Regions from separate parts of the Mus musculus genome. Here region 2 is linked to region 1. Evidence: chromatin contacts called from public HiChIP or PLAC-seq data. All regions are on one chromosome and are shown on one strand. The core of a region is the stretch at or near the end of the contact, and the rest is flanking DNA. Distances in the headings are between cores, read along the strand shown. Region 1 holds the start of Ebf1 (early B cell factor 1). Region 2 has its middle 32 kb from the start of Gm51859.

What was found. HiChIP or PLAC-seq counts read pairs in DNA pulled down with a chosen protein or histone mark.
Region 2: a contact with region 1 is called in an H3K4me3 HiChIP or PLAC-seq map of embryonic basal ganglia, with 8 times the contacts expected there. The contact joins the enhancer-like site here to the promoter of Ebf1 in region 1. A contact is called at or near these places in 7 of 39 promoter capture datasets (the 3T3-L1 cell line, the C10 cell line, embryonic stem cells and 2 more), 3 of 15 datasets of contacts at CTCF or cohesin (the NIH/3T3 cell line, large pre-B cells and pro-B cells), 1 of 484 Hi-C or Micro-C datasets (embryonic fibroblasts), 17 of 115 datasets of contacts at active chromatin or transcription factors (the 230-238 cell line, the NIH/3T3 cell line, craniofacial prominence and 9 more) and 2 of 9 other capture datasets (embryonic stem cells and liver).

The regions. Positions count from the first base shown.
Region 1 is chr11:44,614,156-44,621,556 of GRCm38.p6, reverse strand. Ebf1 (early B cell factor 1) reads right to left here and starts at 3,457. Exons shown (of 16, transcript NM_007897.3): 1 at 3,245-3,457; 2 at 987-1,143; 3 at 327-390. The coding sequence starts at 3,378.
Region 2 is chr11:45,053,267-45,060,103 of GRCm38.p6, reverse strand. No RefSeq gene overlaps it. Among named protein-coding and RNA genes, the nearest start is that of Gm51859, 32 kb to the left of the region's middle. Within about 2 kb of position 3,718, at least 3 of the 459 cell types and tissues checked have an H3K27ac peak or open chromatin away from gene starts, as enhancers often do. A contact at or near this core is called in embryonic basal ganglia, where this site is marked.

The sequences.
Region 1 (7,401 bases), core at 2,208-4,707:
CCTCCCCACCCCTCAAAAAAACCGAGGAGCCAAGCGACCTGGAATTTTGGCCAAGCAACACAGGCCTCAAGAAGTGGGGGAAAGAGGACAACCAAGTGGTCTTGTCAGGGCCAAGTGGCCTCTGGTCAGCCCTGGGCTGACCAAGCCGCCCTCTGCCTCCTCAGGTGAGAAACTTCCTAGAATGAAATTTCGGAGAGGCCTGTTCACCTGGAGGGTGGCTGACGGCTGAGCTTCGCTGGGGGGTTTTCGTCCACCTGGAGCTCCGTGAGCCCCTTGCCCTGACCCGGAGCCCCAGGGTGCTGGCACCGACCCGACAGGAGCCTCACCATTGCTGTAGAGGAGCTGGAGCCGGTAGTGGATCCCATTATTGGTCTTTTCGCTGTTGGCTTCCTGGTTTGCAGCAAGGCCCAAAGACACAAGAAACGAGGAGAGAGGTCTCCATGAGCGAGTGCACCCACCAACTTCAAGGCAACTTTTCCCAAATGGGGACCCCCCCCCCATCCTGTAAAGCCAGTCAACCCCAGTAGTAACAGAAACTGTGGCAAACTTAATCTTTTCTCCACCCTCATCCCAAACTGCTTTCTCTCTACCATTCCAGAAATTTCTGTGAGGTGCACATGGGTGAGACTCTTCCCAGAGCCTAAGGACTGCAGCCTGGGCCATCTGGGGCAAGCATTCCTGATCTGATAGTTCAGAGCAAGCACTCTGCAGGCTCCCAAGGCTAGACTCAAGTAGGGTTCCGCTCGTTTTTTGCCTGGAATCTCTCCAGCCCTGGGGGCTCCGTGCTCACTTTCTGAAGCAGGACCTTGAGTCCCAGGAGCCTGGATTCGTCCAGGGCGGGAAGTAGCTGGGGGCGGGAAGGGGGGGGGGGGGGGACTCTCACAGGAGTGTGAGCAAACCTTTGCCCACACGGGAGGCGGCTTCCAAGGCGCCTGGGCCTGCTTTCTGAGCCCGGGACTACTAGGGACTGCGCTGCGCCCACTTACTTTTTCCTTCTCCACGAACCCCACAAAGGCCGTCCTCTCAATCTCCACGGGCTGGCCCTGTCTGTCGTAGAGGGCCAGGACGAAGTGGAAGAAGTTGGATTTCCGCAGGTTAGAAGGCGGCTGCTTCTCAAAGTGAGCCCGGGCCAGACCCACCCCGCTGCGACCAAAGACGCAGAGTTAGATGGCTAAGCCAGACTGTGTCCCGCATCCCCCTGTCACCCAGGACACGCGAGCGAACCCCCCCAACACCCACCTTCTCTGCTCCCAAAACATCCCCTGGGCTCCTTCCATGACCCATCAGGAGCTCAAGAGCGGCTGACGAACCGGACAAATGCCACTCATGTCCCTGTCCTCCCCTTCCAGAGACAGCGGGTCATCAGAACTCAGAGGTGTGGAAGTTTTGTTTGGGTTTTGGGTGTGAGATGAAACGCTACAATCTTTACTCCACTTGAAACGCGCTGCGTGGAGAGGAAACGTGACCGTGGGTGAAATGAGACGGGGTTAAAGAGAAAGTGCGCAATTTACTACTTCGAAGGCCAGGGCGTGGGAATAGGCTCCGACTACGCCTCCAAATCTCGCAAGTAAGTGGGCAGGTGGAAATGCATGAAGGCATGCTAGGTTGTTCGCTGCCTCAGCCACCCTCCAGGAAACTCCCTAGCCTCGGCCAGCTGATGGTACCCGACCTCAGCACGCTAATTTTCTACACAAACGGCAAGCAAGCGGAGAAGGGTCCCTGATTGGGACTCGCGGCTATTAGAAATGATCGATCGCCATGGGAAAGAGAACTGGGGCGTCTTGTTTTACTGTTGTAAGTGACTGTTGTTGTTTGGTTAATTTTTTTTTTAAATAAAAGACCTGTCTTGCCAAAGTTTTGCCATTCTGAGAAATCCTCCTCACACATTCCAGAAACCCAAAGGGCCAAGGCTTCTTGGCTGAGAAGATCCGCGGGGGACTGGAGAATAGGATGCCCGGGGGCACCACAATGACAGCCCAAACTGCCGGACACTATCGGACAACACACACACACACACACACACACACACACACACACACACACACACACACTTTCGCTTCTAGCCTAGTTACCCAATTCACTCTCACTACCAACCACTCCCAACCCTGTGCTCATGGGGATGGAAACAGTATAGGACAGTTGTCCCTAGCCCTTCCCCCCAAAAATGGAAAGATGGAACTACTCCCCATTCCCCTTCTGCACCCTTTATGTCTAATGGAGCCTGGGCCCACAAAGTTTTCCCCGAAGCCCAGGTGGTGGCCAGCAATGAAAAGGGCAAGGTACCATTTCTCACTTGGGACTAGGAGCCCCTGGACAGGGCACTGGGTGTGTCCAGGGAAGTTCCTCAAGTTGGTCTCCAAGAGCATGGCCTCCAAATCACTCAGTGTAGGATCTGGAGAGTGGGAGAGGGACTGGGGAAGGCCAAGGTGACAGTGGATGAGGGTGGCTTTTAGGAGATGTGAAAATTAAAGTTGGAAATCACTATTCTACAGGCAGACTGAGAAAAACTGAAGGCTAAGAAGTGGAGAGAGGAGAGAGTAAAGAACCAGATAGGAGAAATAAGAGGAGACTCCAAGAAGAAAAATGGAGAGAGAGAGAGAGAGAGAGAGAGAGAAACGGGGGAGAGAGCCAGGTGAGGAAAGAGAAGAGAAAAACGAAGAGTGAAACTGAGAAAGAAGGGGGGAAAAGAGTGGAGAAGGACAAGAAAAAATTAAAGAAGGTAGAAAAGGGAAAGGAAAGATAGGGGGAAAGGAAAGAATTAAAGAAGGTAGAAAATAGAAAGGAAGAAAGGGGGAGAGAAGAAAATTAAGTAGGAAAAAAGAAAAGAGGGAAGAAGAAAAAGGAAAGAACTGAAGCGAAATAAAGGGGAAAGGAAGCGAAGAGAAGGAGAGGAAAAGGGAAAAATATAACCACACAGAAAAGAAAACAAGCGGTCAGAAAAGCGCAGCTATCCAACACCGAGCTGCAGAGACGCCTCTTCTGGGTTAAAACAAAACGAAAACACTCGCAGATGGGGCTGCGGAAAGTGCCGGCAAAGCTTGGGCTCGGCTCCCTCCAGCAGCTCGCTGATCTCTGGCCACCCGGCGACGAGTGCTGCGCAGCCGAGGAGCGCGGAGCTCGGGCGGCGAGCGCAGCGCAGCGGCAGACGCACTCGCGTGGCCAGGCCCCGGGTAGCCGCGCCGCCGTCTCCGGGCTCTCCCGCTAGCCGGTGGCCTCTCCTCCACGGTCCCCCAGCGGTACCCACCTCTGCGCCGCTGTGTTGGCGTCCAGCACCCCGGCGCCCTGCATCCACGTCCGCACCGCGTTCATGCCGCTGCCCAGCGGCTCTTCCTTCATACTGCTTCCACTCCGTTGGATGCTTTCCTGGATCCCAAACATGAAAACAACCTTTTCTTGTGGAAAAATCTCCTCCCCTTTGAAAATATTTGAAAAAAAAAAAAAGGAAAAAAAAAAAAAAACGCCAACCACAGATTTTTTTTTTTTTTTTTGAGTCGATGAGACTCGCGCTACATCAAGGCGGGCTGAAAAGCAAAATTTTTAAAAATGTAAACCTTCGCTCAAAACTGAGCGATAACAAGGAGGGGGGCGAGGGGAAAAAAAAAGAAAGGGAAAATCCAACGAAAAGACCAAAATTAAGAAAAAACAGAGATATATGCCTGGCTGTTGGGGGTTGTTTGGTTGGTTGGTTTTGAGTTTGGGTGCTTTTTTTTTCCTTTTTTTTTTTTTTTTTTTTTTTTTTTTTTGCTTTTTTTTTTTTTTTTGCCTTTTTTTTTTTCTTTTTGTAGTAATCACAGGCCGTTGGAGAACAGGAGGGGCTGGAGTTTCCTTTTGTAGCGGTACCTTCACTTGAAGAAGCAGGAAGAAAAAAAACCACCCTGATGACAATTTAAGAAACAATAGATACGACTCTCGAAGCCGGCTTGGCTACTTGAAGTGTCATTTTCCACAACCAGGCAAGTTTTTTTCTCTCTCTTTTTTCCTCCTCCTCTCTCAACCAAAGATGTTTCTTTCCTTTCCGTGCGTGTAGATGAGGACGCTGGTTGCTGTAGACAGATACACCGGAGGGGGGGGGGGGAAGGGGAGAGAGAGGGAAAGAGGAAGGGGGGAGGGAAAGAGATAGAAAAAGAGAGGAGAGGGAGAAAGAGAGGGGTGGACCCTGCTGGATGGAGATTCTGTTTTCTCCTTGCTAAAATAGAAGTGATTTGCAGGCTCTCCCTGTGGAATCCAGTTTGACTCTCCCCAGAGCTAAACACAGGCACACTAACCCCAAAGGGAAGGAGGCGGGGCCCTCGCAGCCTAGACACGCCCCTTCTTTGCATAACGTCATCCTTCCGCCTTATCACAGCCAATCGCAGCTCCCGAGCTGGCTTGTTCACAGAGCCTGGCCACACTCCCTCATTAACATCCTTCTCCTTGTGGCGCAGGGGAGCCGCCAAAGTTCCCGGCAAAGTGGCGAGCAAGGGATCTCTGAGCTCTAGCGTCTAAACTGGAAGGAGCGTGGCCTTAGAGAGCGAGAGAGGGGGCAGAGGGAAGGAGATGGAGGTATCCTGAGTCGAAGGGGTATGCACCATGGCAGTTCTTAAGCATCCCTTCCGAGCCCTGAGCGCGACGGAGGCGTACTGACTGCGTTCTCTTTGGGCAGACGCCTAGTCCCTTGCTTGCCTGTCCTGGGACTTCGGGGGCAAACGTGGAGGAAAAAAGGACTGACCAGGCAGAAAAGGCAGGATGCCCATCCCAGGTGTCCAGCTCTTCACTCTGAAACAAGGGTGGCGGGATGAACTTTATGTGCGCGAGATCGAGACTTGAGGGCACTCGGAAGACATTATCTCCGTGTCAGGAGAGGTAGAGAAACCTAAAGCCCCAACCAATACGACTTTAGTAGACCGCAAGGGAATGGGCATTCTAGACTCAGTCTTCAGCAGGCTTCTGAAATGCCTCTAACTCTGGTGCTAACCCAGACACGAATGCTGTTGGGCGCGGTTTTCACTCGGTCACTACTCTCCAGAAGTCCCTAAGAGTGAATGAGTCTCTGGGGCTATGCAGCCTGCGACTCTAAATATCTTCAGATCCTCAGTCCCTTCTCCTGCTCCGCAAAGTAGCTTTATTTTTCTTTAACAACTGCAGCAAGGGTGTTGCCTTCTCTGATTAGTTGGTTATTTGGCACACAAAGTTCTTTCTGTTAAAGGGGAAGGGGGCTTGAACCAACTTCCATCACAGCCATAGGGAGAGAGACTGGGATGTAGAGAAGAGAGATGAGAGGTTGGGAGGGAAACGGGGAGAAGAGGAAGTGGATAAGGTGGAAGAATGTAAGGGGAGGAAGGAAGACAGGAAGAAACGGAGGGAGAAGAGGGTAACTTGTCTCCCATCTCAGGCCTATTGACCTTTGTGTTATGGCTAAGGAGGAAATGAGTGGAGGTTTATGGGTAATATGCCTACCCCATCATTTAAAAAAAATGGTTGCAGCGTTTAATAAGCTCGTGGTAAATGTATCATTACTCTTAGAGGACATCCTGGATGCAGCCAAGGCTGCCAAGGACTCCTTGGGGGGAAATTCTTTGCCTGAAATCCAGATTCCCTTTTCTGCTGGTCTTCCTTGGCCCTTTGATTTATAAAATGTATTGCAGTCAGTGACGGGAAGGAACACACATCCCTGTTGAATGGAACAATTGAGGCCAGCAAGCATTCTGGTTGCTGGGTCTGTCCAGGGAGGAAAGTGGAGCCCCTTTGTGATGAAAGAGTGGGTGGGTGTATTCCAAGACTACAGGTTGACTGCATGGCCACTATCTTCAGACATAACTTTATCTACTATAGCTCCCAGACTATTTATCTAGACTACAGATGTGCTGGGACATTTCTTTCTGGTCCCATAATTAATGCCATCTCCTCCAAGCCATCTCAGCAGAGATCATCTGATCCACCAGGATCCTCATAGCATATACTAGAGTTTCTAGTACACAGTAGGTGCTGTGTGTGTGTGTGTGTGTGTGTGTGTGTGTGTGTGTGTGTGTGTGTGTGTGTGTGTAAAAAGATGAGTTATATGCTGGTAGACACCAGAACATTCTCCATCTCTATAGATTTTAAATGCACAATTGAAGCTGGGCCTCTTTAAACTTTTTCAAAGCTCCAAGCTGTGCTGATGTCCCAGACCCAGGATCCTCTTAACGTCAGGAGTACACAGAATAAGCCCCTTCCTTAAGTTCAGTGGTGACCCTTCAAGGTAGGGGCATCAGGAAGCATTGGCCACCCTTCTACAATGGGTCCCAGGAAGCCCTAGCTTAAGACTTAGGCTTAACTCTTCTTAACTGCTTGAGTCTCCACTTTTCAGTAATCAAGCCAAAACATTAAAAGTTGAATGTAGTGGGGTAGATGTTCCAGTGATGCACACAGTCAAGAAAGGATCATTGCCCGAATGAGGAGAAACACAGTCACATTGAGGCCTGTGGTTAACAAGAGTCACAAAGAACATAGTCCTCCAGAGGAGGTCGGAGGTCGGCTACAAAGGATCCTGGTGTCAGTCAGCACATGAAACCCACTATCCAGAAAAGAGAAACTGGAACAGAGAATGACAGCTATAGCAGCCCAATTCTCCAGAAATTAACTAAAAAGGAAGCAATTTTTATATCCATAAGCCAGAGGAGGAGGAAGAAGAGGAGGAGAGAAAGGGGAGGAGGAGGAGAGAAAGGGGAGGAGGAGGAGGAGGAGGAGGAGGAGGAGGAGGAGGAGGAGGAGGAGGAAGGGGAGGAGGGGGGAGGAGGAGGGGGGGAGGAGGAGGAGGAGGAGGAAGGGGAGGAGGGGGGAGGAGGAGGGGGGGAGGAGGAGGAGGAGGAGGAAGGGGAGGGGGGGAGGAGGAGGAGGGGGGAGGAGGAGGAGGAGGAGGAGGAGGAGGAGGAGGAGGAGGAGAAGGCAGTGATGGTGGTAAAGAGAGGGAGGCAAGAATCTTTGGATAGCCCTAATTCCCTTTGGCTTGACAGGCAGCCAACACCTCACCTGGGATAGTGGGCATATTTCACTTTCATTAAGCAAAGTGCATTTGTAGATTTTCATCTGGGTGAATTGCCTTTTAACGTGGCTTCTGCATCCAATAATAAATGTTTAAGTATAAGGAAGCCAAAAGGAAGTGGGAGAGAGAGAGAGAGAGAGAGAGAGAGAGAGAGAGAGAGAGAGAGAGAACTCTCTCTCTCTCTGTGTGTGTGTGTGTGTGTGTGTGTGTGTGTGTGTGTGTGTGTGTGTGTGTGAACATTCAGATACCTGGGCCTCCTTCACAGCTGCAGGACCAGAGCCTCTGGCATTGGTACCTAGGAATCTATATTTAAAGACATTTAAAAATTCTTGCCTTCTCCCCAAACAAAGAGACAGGGAAGGAGCCACTGTAAAGGAATATGTTTCTTCTAGAATGATGTT
Region 2 (6,837 bases), core at 2,469-4,968, 440 kb before region 1:
CCAGTCCAGCCACTCACATCCTGGTCATGAACTTCAAAACCAGCAATAACCAAATGCTAACTTAGTTCCATTTCATTCAGTTCATTTTTCCTCTCTCTCTCTCTCTCTCTCTCTCTCTCTCTCTCTCTCTCTCTCTCTCTCTCTCTCTCTCTCTCTCTCTCTCTCATCATTGCCTACCTTATTTTCTTCCCCTAGCACCATCTTCCACCATCTTTCTACCACACTTCCACTCGCACCCAGTGGTCTGAAAGTTCTTATCCTTTATCACCTACAAGTCCTCTCTTCCTCCCTACCCAGCTTCAGTTCCATATTAAGTCATCGTCATGGCTCACACGTGGCGGGCATACTTGAATACTTGGTTCTGTTTAAACTACAGCCTTGGTTGAATGCCCTTCTTTCCTCTCCTATACTCACATCATTGCACCGAAGGCAGGCAGTGAGAGTGTCTCTCTGGGTTGGATGGACAGACAAAGATCAGAACAAATGTCCATTAATCCTTCTGCTTCCAGATAAATTCTGTTCTCCTTGATCACGTGTTATAGTCGTAAGGTCCTGTGTGCCTCTTCTCAAATTTGTAGCTAGGCAGAATACAATTCCAGCACTCAGGAGGCAGAGGCAGGCTCATCTCTAAGCTTAAGGCCAACCTGATCTGCATAGTGACTTCCTGGATAGCCAGAGCTACACGAAGAAACCTTGTCTTGAGAAAAAGAAAAAGAATGTCACCTTTTATAGGAGTAGGCCAGTTATGAATGTGATTAATGAAGTTAAAGTCACTGAGTCCTAACCCAATAAGCCCAGTGTTGTTATAATAGGAAAAATTTGTGCATAGCCACATGTACTCAGAGAATATCATGTGAAGTTTAAGTCGGGTCTGGAGAAAATACTTCTAAAGCTAAGAAGTGCAGAAGGTGCCCAGGCAACCAACAGTCTCTAGAAGAAAGGTCTAAAACAGATGCTTCTCAGAGCCCTTGGAAGAAACCACCATTCCTTCCAACACCTTGAACTCTTGGCTTCTACATTCCACAACTAGGAGACAATCTAATTTGGTTACTTTAACCAACCAAATTCATGCATGCCTTGCTATGCAAACAATTACATGCTCCAAACCTACCTTCTTGACTTCTCACAACCCTCAGCATCTCTTCCCAGTGCTCACTGTGGAGTGCTGGCCAATTTCATCCTTCATTTAAAAAAAAAAAGACAGAAATAACCAGAAGTTCCCAGCTTAACATAAGCAGCTGCAGAGGAGCCAGAAGGAGCTGCACTCCTTTCTCCAGATAGCCAGTCCAGGACATAAGAAGCACCCACGCTGCCTCCTCAAGGACAATAACCCAGCTGTTCCCTCCTCATTTCTTTTTTATAATCTATTTATACTGGACCAGATTCTTCTGATGGGAATACAGACATTCTGTTACTTCTGGCATTTTCTGTTAAGGAAATTAGATGCAGTATATCTTAGTTAGGGTTTTATTGCTGTGAAGAGACATCATGACCATGGCGACTCTTATAAAGAAGAATATTTAATTGAAGTTGGCTTACAGTTTCAGAGGTTTAGTCCATTATCATCATTGCAGGAAGCATGGCAGTGTCCAGGCAGATATGGTGCTGGAAGAGCCTACATCTTGATTCAAGACTTCTATATCTTGATCCAAAAGCAGCAGAAAGAGACTTTGTTCTACACTGTATGGAGCTTGAGCATGGGAGACCCCAAAGCCTGCCCTACAGTGACACACTTTCTCCAACAAGGCCACACCTCCTAATAGTGTCACTCCCCATAGGCCAAGTATTCAAACACATGAGTCTATGGGGACCATTCCTATTCAAACCACCATAGGGTTTGAAGGGATAGTTCAGTTGATAAGTGTCTGGCCTTGAAATCATGAATTCAGCTCCCATAATCCACATTGAGAGCTGGACACAGCAATACATTCTTGTGATTCCAGTGCTTAGGATATGGAGACAGGTGGATCCCTGGAGCTTGCTGTCCAGTCTAGACTACTTGCTGTGCTTCCAACCAATGAGAAAGAGACTTTATCTCAAAGACCCAAGGCAGATACCACCTAACCATGACCTGAGATTGTCTTATGGCCTCTGCATGCACATGCACACACATGTATCTGCATGCACACGAACAGATACACACATACACACAAACAGAAAAATTCCAAGAAAATATTGAATCCTATCCCAACATGCAACTTCCCCCACCAATATTTTCTTCTGTCAGTCTCCCTTTTTGGCAAAGCTCCTTGAAGAAGTTATTTCTATTCATTATCCTTAATCTTCTCAGAGGCCCACTTCAGACTGTCCCCAAACCAGCTCATAACAATCTGTGGGCTCCCCCAACTAGATACTCTGATTGCCATGCTAAGTCACGGGTCAAATATTCAAGTCCATCTTACAGAAAGTAGTAACAACATCACTTTCTAGGTTTTGCTGATTCTTCTAGATTTTCTAATGCTGGGATCTCCTCCCCAAGACTGAAGTCTTTGTTTTCCTCTCACCTCTAATGACAGTCTCTTATATTCCCAGCACAGGGCGAAGTGCTTTATTCCAACATCAAACTCCAACACTAGATTGATTTCTTGACATCTCTATTTGAATATCTGATATTTGACTCTCAATGCATGCAAAGTAAAAAATTTTTTTCCTCTCCACACCCCCTCTAGCTGTAGTTTTTCTCCATCACAGGAGATGGCGACTGCATCCTTCGGCTGATCATACTTCCAGGAGTCATCCTTGACTCTGCTGTTTCAAATCCACATCCAATTGCTGAGGAAATCTATTGGATTCACCTTTCAGAATCCAGAGAAGTCTGGCCATTTATCTTTTTCATTTCTCCTTTGAACTATTACAAGAGGCCCTGGCTGTTTTTAAACAGAAACCAGAGTGATAATTTTTAAACCATGCGGTCATTTTGTTCAGAACCCAGTGACTGTCCTTTCCTTTCTAGAAGAAATCCTAGCTCTTAGTGTTTCCACCATGTTCTTCTGTTGTGTCCCCTCTAATCTTCCCAAGTGGACCCCCAGCTCATTTTTCCCTGGCCACACTTCTTACTAATTGCTACTCAGCCTGCCTTACATAGTGGACTTTTAAATGATCATTTAAATGAAGCCCCTTTGCCAAATGTTAATCCTGGGACTTTCTTCAAGTCTTTGCTCAGATTTTCTTTTCATAGTGAGAGCCATTGGATGATGGTTTAGCCTGCACCTTAAAGTTCCTCATGCAGTGCCATGTATCTGAGCTGACTGTTATGACTGCCATACTCAGATGACTGATTAGGAAGAAGGCAAGATCAGTTCTCTGGGCCTTTATCTTAGGACATTGAGTTCTCTGGACCTTATTGAGCACAGATCATTTCGAAAATGGCAACGTTTCCTTCTTAATGTAAAACTTTGGGAAGGTAGCCACCTACGTTAACAATATAGAAACATTCATCTCTGACCCTCCCCATGGGTTAGCATAAACTCTTGTCTTTCCTGTTTGTTTCTTTCAAGGAGCTTCATTCACCCCCACACACCCCTCACACCCACCCCTCCCCACCCCAGCATTGTAGCAATTGTTAAAGATCTACCGAGAGGGATTATTGCTAAGTCTTGTCACATAAAGAGCCAGAGTAATTTGTGTACAGTACAGTTAAAATTACACCATTATGCTCAAAGCTAATATTACCCTAATGAGTTGAAATGGAAGGAAGAAGGTTGCTTGGGAGAGACTATAAGTGACTTAGCGCGGGTTTCTCACTTCCAATGATAATGTTCTTTGGAACTGTGTTTTGAACACATTATTATAGATTTAAATATTTTAATATTCATTTATTCTAATTTCCTTTTTGATAGGTACCATCTCCGTGCTTGCATTTCATCAACTCTGACTAGCGACACCACTCTATTTAATCTCTTCCATGGCCAAATTTCCCATGAATTGGGAACAAGGTTTTAGCTGCTTAAGGAGGTTTCAACAATTCCTTTGTGTGGTTCAACATTTAAAACTCAGATAGGGATGTAAAACCCTTTAACAAGGAACTGCTCTGCCTAGAGCCTCTGTACGTGTGCCATGACACAATCTACTGGAGAGATTGTCCCCAATCACACCCGAACTCCATTTCTCAGCTGCATTTAGAACTGACAGAAATCTTTGTTCTTAAGTGTGTCAGTTTGGAGCATATTCCTGGCAGGCAGCTGGTGATTCCTATACACTAGAGAGAACACTTCAGCAATGGGACTCATTATTAACTGTGCTGCCTGGTTTATATGTCTCAGTCTCATTTGTTCTAAGTATCCCCTCAGTGGCCCCCCACAATGCTCAAATCACAGTATCTCCACCATGCTTTTGGAAGGAAATTGCCTTTAGTGGATCCCTGTAAAATGCAGATATTCCTTGAAAAGGAATGATCACTATATATAAGTATATGGATAGGTATTCATTGAGAAGGCAAATACAACATTTGAAATGTAAGTTTTGGTGGAGAAAAGGAATTGGGGAAGTCTCAAACCCAGACGGCTTAAACAGAAGGGTATGAGATAAAAGCCTGAATTGCTGTGCAGAGTACCCTATATATCCCTTTTCCTCAAACACTTTCTGATTTATCCCAGATCTTTACTTAGCTTCCTTTTCCTCAACATCTAGCTCTTCGCCCAAATATCAGCTGTTTAGGTCGAGTTGACTAGCCATAGTGTTGAGATTTCATAGGTACAGCATTCCTATCATATATAAAAGACACAATCTCACAGACATTCCAGTCCTCTGGCTCCTTTAATCTTCCCTCCCTTTCCCCTATTCCCTGATGTTCCAGAAGCCTGAGGTACAGCACTCACGTTAGGTTGTGTTATATATTCTATTAGGTGGGGTTGAGAACCTCACCTCTGTATATTTTGAAGAAAGAGATTGAGGAGAACACTAGAAAATGGAAGATCTCCCAGGCTTATGGGTTGTAAAAAATTAGTATTGTGGAAAAGTCAATAATATACTTCTAAGAGCTGTGGAAATAGCTTGGTGGCAGACAGATTTCTTAGCATGTGTGAAGTCTAGGCTCAGTCACTAACTCTGTTATTAATTTTTAAAAACATACTCTCTTAAGACAGAGATAGAAAGGACCCAGGCACCCAGGAACTCCACCTGACCAGTGGCAGGGGTTCTTTCCAGTCTGACCCGATCCCCTGAGCAGACCTTGGGCTTAAACTCCACAATGAGTCCCACAACACCCAGAAGAAGCTCAACTCCCAGGCGCTCTAATATGCCCAGGATCATAGGGTCAGAGGTGAGGAGGACACAACATCTGCCCCAACACCGGGGAGTAATTGGAACCACCGGGACCCAGGCACCCAGAAACTCTGCCTGATCTGTGGCATGAGTTCCTTCCAGTCTAGGCCAGTCTCCTGAGCAGACATTGGTTGCTAACTCTACCGCCAGTCCCACAATACCCAGAAGAACCTCCACTCCCAGGCACCCTAACACACCCAGAATCACAGGATCATAGGATTACAGAATCCCAGGAGCTTGGTCACACGAGGATCTCAGAGTCCCAGAGGCAGCTTTTATCCCAAGAGCTCTGACATACCCAGGATCTCAGGATCACTGGATCCCAGAATCACGGGATCACAAATATAGCTGAACTCTGAGGAATTCTGACAGGAACAGGATTACAGGAAGGACAGGCTCCAGTCAGATATAAGAAGAGCAGGTAGCACTTGAGATTATCAGATGGCAGGAGGCAAGCATAAGAACACAAGCAACAGAAACCAAGGTTAGCAAGGTCATCATCAGAACCCAATTCTCCCACCATAGCATGTCCTGGATACACCATCACACTGGAAAAGCGAAATTCAAATCTAAAATCACTTCTCATAAGGATGATAGAGGATTTTAAGAAGGACATAAATAACTCCCTTAAAGAAATACAGCAGAACACAGGTAAACAGCTAGAAGCGCTTAAAGAGGAAACACAAAAATCCCTTAAAAATTACAGGAAAACATGATCAAACAGGTGAAAGAAATGAAAAAAAACCATCCAAGATCTAAAAATGAAAATAGAAACAATAAAGAAATCACAAGGGGAGACAACCCTGGAATTAGAAAACCTGGGAAAGGATCAGGAGTCATAGATACAACCATCACCAACAGAATACAAGAGATAGAAGAGAGAATCTCAGGTGTAAAAGATACCATAGAAAACATTGACACAACAGTCAAAGAAAATAGAAAAAGGAAAAAGCTCCTAACTCCAAACATCCAGGAAATGGAGGACACAATAAGATGAAACCTAAGAATAATAGGCATAGAAGAGAGTGAAGATTCCCAACTTAAAGGGCCAGTAAATATCTTCAACAAAATTATAGAAGAAAACTTTCCTAAACTAAATAAAGAGATGTCCATGAACATACAAGAAGCCTACAAAACTCCAAATAGACGGGCAGAAAAGAAATTCCTCCTGTCACATAATAATCAAATCACCAAATGCACAAAACAAAGAACGAATACTAAAATCAGTAACGGAAAAAGGTCAAGTAACATATAAAGGCAGGCCTATCAGAATTACACCACATTTCTTACCAGAGACCATGAAAGCTAGAAGATCCTGAGCACATGTCATACAGACCCTAAGAGAACACAAATGCCAGCCCAGGTTACTATACCCAACAAATCTCTCAATTACCATTGACGGAGAAAACAAGATATTCCATGACAAAACTAAATTTATACTTTATCTTTCAATAAATCCAGCCCTACAAAGAATAATAGATGGAAAACATCAACAAAAGGAGTGAAACTATACCCTAGGAAAAAGCAAGAAAGTAATCTTTCAACAAACTCAAAAGAAGAGAGCCACGTAAACAT